Regions from separate parts of the Arabidopsis thaliana genome. Here region 2 is linked to region 1. The links are chromatin contacts, called in public capture Hi-C maps. All regions are on one chromosome and are shown on one strand. The core of a region is the stretch at or near the end of the contact, and the rest is flanking DNA. Distances in the headings are between cores, read along the strand shown.

The links. Capture Hi-C pulls out chosen DNA fragments and counts their contacts.
Region 2: a contact with region 1 is called in a capture Hi-C map of shoot, with 4 times the contacts expected there. A contact is called at or near these places in 2 of 26 Hi-C or Micro-C datasets (root and rosette leaf) and 3 of 3 other capture datasets (root, seedling and shoot).

Annotation. Positions count from the first base shown.
Region 1 is chr3:8,170,809-8,173,992 of TAIR10.1, forward strand. It overlaps CIPK7 (CBL-interacting protein kinase 7), which reads left to right and starts at 1,671. Exons shown (of 1, transcript NM_113200.3): 1 at 1,671-3,184. The coding sequence starts at 1,846. The coding sequence ends at 3,135.
Region 2 is chr3:8,219,195-8,222,463 of TAIR10.1, forward strand. XRCC4 (DNA ligase IV-binding protein) reads left to right here and starts at 1,488. Exons shown (of 6, transcript NM_001161167.1): 1 at 1,488-1,716; 2 at 1,807-1,949; 3 at 2,046-2,174; 4 at 2,343-2,465; 5 at 2,588-2,824. The coding sequence starts at 1,527. The coding sequence ends at 2,797. RLP37 (receptor like protein 37) reads right to left here. Exons shown (of 1, transcript NM_113212.1): 1 at 3,170-3,269. The coding sequence ends at 3,170.

The DNA.
Region 1 (3,184 bases), core at 421-2,920:
TAATTCTAGAAATTGAACTTTTGTTTTTAACACCAAAATCAAAACCAATGGGCCCAATTCTTTGCTGACTTGGCCAAATGAGAGCCGTCCATATGTCAGTCGACAACTGCCAAACAATCTTGACGGTTTGTTAGTTTGGCTCAAAAGCCACCAGTAATCACTGATCAGTTTGGGACTTGAGTAAATGACTTATTTACCCTTAGTTCAATAATACGGTTTTGTGTGATTTAATTTGCTAGTTAAGTTAAACCATATTTAAGGATGGTTTAATTACATTTCAGGTGGAAAAAATTGATGAGAGAATCTAGCTAGAAAAAGATGGACACGTATGGACCGTTGAAAGTAGGAATACAAATTATTTAAGGAATACAATATTTAATTTCAACACCAAGTGTCGAATAGATACAACAATAATAATGATGAACACCAAGATTTATTTTATATTCTCTATTTTGAATATTGATTACTCCAACTTTTTCATGATTTGTTTTTCAGCACTTGAGATTGGAATAGACACACTGTGATATCGACCATAAAATATTTTCTTAGGAATATATCGTTGTGTATAAAGTATAAAGTTAAGTGTAATGCTTTAAACAAGAAAAATAAAAGAGTTGAGATTGTAATCATAGCAAAAGGCTATTTTATAGACCTTTTAGCGGATGGAAAAAAAAAAAAAAAAACACCTTTTAGCTACATGATGTAGCCTACATCATATATAAAAAAGATAATAGAATTATTTAAGAAATGTAATGTGTTATAAATTAATAACCAACACATACACAATAAGATTCATATAAGTTTATGAAATCAAGGTTGTGATATTGTTGTTATTGAGATCCAAAACTTAAAATCCAAAATATCAGAACTTTTGGAGCATTGGATTATATAAAATATATTTTTCTCAATCAAATCTTTTTTTAGTTAACAACTTTAAATTAATCGCAATAGAATTATTCATGAAAAATGTTATTTACATATAACCCAATCCAATGATTTCAAAAGAGATATTATAGAATTTTGTAAAGCATTAAAGATTTAACTACATTTTGTTACATAGACCCATAATCATAAAACCTTTGATTCATAGTTTCATTCTTATAATGGTCTCTTAAGTATGAAGGTGTTGTAGCGGAGACTAGAAATATATATGAGGGTAATGTTTGTCTGTTGAGACACATTTTTACAAGCTATTAAAAAAAATGATTCCAACAATATTTATTGAAAGTAAATGTATTTTATTAGGAGATTTTAAAATTAATGTCATATTCTAAAATGTACAATATATACATTATTTTTTGAAGATTTTACAATAAATTTCAAAGTGAAACTGAAATGATTTTATTAAATTTATATACATAACTCTTTGTGTTTTTTTGACAGTCATATATATAACTCTTAAACACAAGCTTTTACAGAACATCTACAGTTATTTTAGGTGAATAAACACTCCAATTTCAAACAATTTAAATAAATAAATGATAATTATCTGTCAACCCATAAACTTTACATTGTAAGACCATTTTATTTTATTTATTTTGACTATTTATGGATATGTGATATTATTGAGAAAAAAAACACTATTACTAATTGACAGAAAAAATACACTTAATATTTTCTCCTAAATTTTCTCAACGAATTAATTACAAAATAATGTGTATACCAAGTAAAAAGATTCTACTTCTCAGTGACAGCAGAACTAATTTATTCAAGGGTAGTTTCGGAATAATAAAAAAGCAATAAATCTCTTTTTCCTATAAAAGCAAAGAGACACTCACCAAACAACTCGTCCCTGAAACCTCTCTTCAGAAAACTCAGGCACCATTTTCTCCTTCCGCCGCCGCCATGGAATCACTTCCCCAGCCGCAAAACCAATCATCTCCGGCAACAACTCCGGCGAAGATCCTCCTTGGGAAATACGAACTCGGTCGTCGTCTCGGTAGCGGAAGCTTCGCGAAAGTCCATTTAGCTCGATCAATCGAATCCGACGAGCTCGTCGCCGTTAAAATCATCGAGAAGAAGAAAACAATCGAATCCGGTATGGAACCAAGAATAATCAGAGAGATCGATGCGATGCGTCGTCTTCGTCATCATCCAAACATACTCAAGATCCATGAAGTTATGGCAACCAAATCTAAGATCTATCTCGTAATGGAACTCGCTTCCGGTGGTGAACTTTTCTCAAAAGTCCTCCGTCGTGGACGTCTTCCTGAATCAACGGCGCGTCGTTACTTTCAACAACTCGCCTCCGCTCTTCGTTTCTCTCACCAAGACGGTGTCGCTCACCGTGATGTGAAACCTCAGAATCTACTCTTAGATGAGCAAGGTAACCTCAAGGTCTCTGACTTTGGTTTATCAGCTTTACCGGAGCATCTACAAAACGGATTGCTTCACACGGCGTGTGGTACTCCGGCTTATACAGCTCCGGAGGTTATTTCACGGAGGGGATACGACGGAGCAAAAGCTGATGCGTGGTCTTGTGGTGTGATTTTGTTTGTTTTATTGGTTGGCGATGTTCCATTTGATGATTCGAATATCGCTGCGATGTATCGGAAGATTCATCGGAGAGATTATCGGTTTCCGAGCTGGATTTCGAAACAAGCTAAATCGATAATCTATCAGATGTTAGATCCGAATCCAGTAACGAGGATGAGTATTGAAACAGTGATGAAAACGAATTGGTTCAAGAAGTCTCTAGAGACTTCTGAGTTTCATCGTAACGTCTTTGATTCGGAAGTAGAGATGAAATCGAGTGTTAATTCGATTACTGCTTTTGATTTGATCTCGTTATCGTCGGGATTAGATCTTTCTGGATTGTTTGAGGCTAAGAAGAAGAAGGAGAGGAGATTCACGGCGAAGGTTTCGGGTGTTGAAGTGGAGGAGAAGGCGAAGATGATTGGGGAGAAGTTAGGTTATGTAGTGAAGAAGAAGATGATGAAGAAGGAAGGAGAAGTGAAGGTTGTTGGATTAGGGAGAGGAAGAACTGTGATTGTGGTGGAAGCAGTGGAGTTAACGGTGGATGTTGTGGTGGTTGAAGTGAAAGTTGTTGAAGGTGAAGAAGATGATTCACGGTGGTCTGATTTGATTACTGAGCTTGAAGATATAGTTCTTTCATGGCACAATGACATCATGTAAATAGATTGTGACTTTGTGGATTTTAGTCTCTTTTTTGTTTTGTTTCTGT
Region 2 (3,269 bases), core at 238-2,737, 48 kb after region 1:
TGTTAATGTTTATATGCATATTTCACTAAAGTTAAATCTAAAATAGTATATTTACAGTGATGATGAACACGATTTAATAATTATACGATATCCAGATAATGTAGACTAAGTAAAGAAATGAAGTGAGCACAATTGTAATTTTAAATTTAACATGTGAATAAATTGTACAAAAAACATCTATTGATTAATATTCGATAAATTAGTAATCACTATAAATTAATAAAAAAATTTGGTTTCTAGTCAAGTGAATATAATATTTAACATTATTTGATAAAATAAATAAAGTAATAATTTATTCAAAAATCCTATAGAAATATATGGTTTCATTAGTATCATAAACTAAGAATTGTATAAACTTATTAATATCAATATATGTAAGAAAATTTAGTAAAATATGATTTTAGTATTGTTTGGTTTTTTACGCAGAGTTCAATTATATTATTTTACTACATCAATTTTTTTTGTATTGTTTTGCAGAGTTTAGTTATATGAATTGTATCCTCATCCTGTGTGAAAACTCTAGAAATTGTGTAACCACATCCTTCAGCTTTCTCCTCAATTGATCCGTTCAAATTATGTATTAATGATGTAGCTGCTTTAATTGAAGTCCTAACAATCTACACCCCAAATTCTCAATGATATGTTTGGGATTGTAGTTGGGGATGGACGAAGGCCAACCCGCTGCTCCAATCATAGCACTACGAATGGTGGAAATGTCAAGAATAAACCACTCGGGCTCAATATCGTCCACATTCTCATTAAGATAACTTAATAGGTCGTCATCGTCTTTAAGAAACAAGACTCTAGTTATTGATGAGCGACTGTTAATTTATAGAAGTTTTACTTATTTTAATTTTACATTATACATAAAAAAAATCACGTCATTGTATAAAATCCACTAAGGCGCGACCTGAATAAACTTTAGAAAAAATTTCAAATCCGTATAACTGCATTTCGTCTCATTCACAGTTGCATGAACTCTTATCATACGATTGTGCCATGCCATATTAACATCGTTTATCATCCAACAATAGTGGTGGAGTTACTTTCTTATTGAGTTCAATATACTAAAAAGGAAAACACATAATATAATTTTTTCTTTTAAAAGGCATTTTTATTATTATATGTATATTATTAGAAAAAAGTATGATTAAAAAAATTAAAAAGAAATGTAAGTAACAACATTTAACGGATTTTTTATTTATTAAAGATAAGCTTCGGTTAGGATACAAAATACAAAGATTTGCCAAACTAATTTAGATATTCTTCAATCTTTTGATGAGCTTCAAAGTAATAATTACTAATTAATTTACTGAATGAAAACAGTAATTTGTTAATTTTTAATTACTTGTGATAAAAAAATAAAAAAAAATTAATAATTACTTAAATTGTCTATATGTAATGGGAGTTTTTTTTTTTTAACAACTTCTTTTAAGTAAAATCACTAAATATATTTTAAAAAAAACAATACCGAAGCTGACTCAGCATCCACGTAAGCAAAACCAAAACAAATTATAGACATTATTATGATCGGAGTTGACTCAAAATCTTCGTCGACGACTTTTATCGAAACAATGGTTGAATCGGAGAAAACGAAACACACTTGTCTCCGTCTCGAAATCTCCGGCGCCGATCCAATTTTCGTCAAAGGCACTTGGCATAATTCTCGTTTCGATATCTCCGTCACCGATGGTTCCTCCTCTTGGATTTGCAATGGTAAACAAAAAAACCCTAAATTCACACTATCACTTAGCCTCTAGCGTTTTTCGAATCTGATTTTTATTTTGGTTTTGCTCGAAATTGAAGCGACGGAGGAGGAAGTGGCGGAGAGAGCAGCACAATGGGACCAGCCTGTGTCAGAGTATTTAAAGCTCGCCGAGCAATACTTAGGGTTTCAACAACCTAATTCGGTCTATAGTTTCTCCGATGCTCTAGAGGGATCTAAACGGGTCAGTGATCTTCTTATTGGATCATTCGTTAGTGTTTTGAAGTAAGCCTGAGATTTTTGGATGTTGTTGTTGTCTTTGATTGTGTTTTGGTTAAAGCTCTCTTGGACGTTTGAGAAGGAAGGGACTAAACTTGAGTGGAGGTGGAAATGTAAACCATCAGATGATAGCAAGAAGATCACTGTTGGGATCTTGGATTTTCTTATGGAGGCTAACATAAGGCTAAGTGTATGACTCTTATACTGTACGTTCTGAATTGTGAGGATTTGTTGTGATGTTTGAGAATGATGATGAATTAGAGCTTAAGTTCTTTGATCTATGCTTTGTTAGAAATGGCAATTTGATTTGTGTTTGGAAGATATGTGTCAATCTCTCAATACTTTAGTGTTTACACAGGAAGAAGTGGTGAACAAGACGAGATCTTTTGAGAAGATGAGAAGTGAAGCTGAGAGATGTCTAGCGCAAGGTGAAAAACTCTGTGACGAAAAAACAGAGTTTGAGAGTGCAACTTATGCAAAGGTATGAATTATTCGATCACCTTGGTTACTCTGCTTAATATCCACATCGTGGTTTGTTCTTGCTTAAACTAGAGTCATTGGTTTTTATGATCTGTTAGTTACTTCTTTTTTTTGTCAATGCAGTTTCTTTCTGTTTTAAATGCAAAGAAGGCAAAACTGAGAGCACTAAGGGACAAAGAAGATTCAGTGAGAGTAGTTGAGGAGGAAGAGTCGACAGACAAAGCTGAAAGCTTTGAGAGTGGAAGAAGTGATGATGAGAAGAGCGAGGAAGAAGCCTCAAAAAAGGCAACAAGCAGCAAAGCCCGTGGCGGGAAGAGAGCTGCACGAAGCTAAGAGATTGCCCTGCCGTGAGATTTTCAGGTCAGAGTTTCCATTCCAAGTTTTGTCAAACTCATAGCTAGGAAAATTGTTTGTCAAACCTTCTTTGGTTTAAAAAAATAATTTACAATTTGTATTACTTCTGAAAGTAAATGCAATAACTTAGAGATGGCATGATTGATTGTTAGAAAGCTTCAAGCCCCAAATTGTGATAACTAAGAAACATAGACCATCACACGAACCATATTTTATTACCAAATGGTGAGAAAATATTACAAACATAAAATTACAAAGCAAAAGAAAAAAAATCACAAAGACAAACACATGACGAGGTAGTTTCTCGACAACAACTTAGATGAATTTTTAGAGGAACTGTGAGAGATAGTGTTAAGAAGTACCTATGGTGGTTTTGCGCTTGTTTCGACAAAATTTCGCCATAAGCCACTTGTGCTTGTATGAAGTGAAAATATGTCCAATCACTAATCCA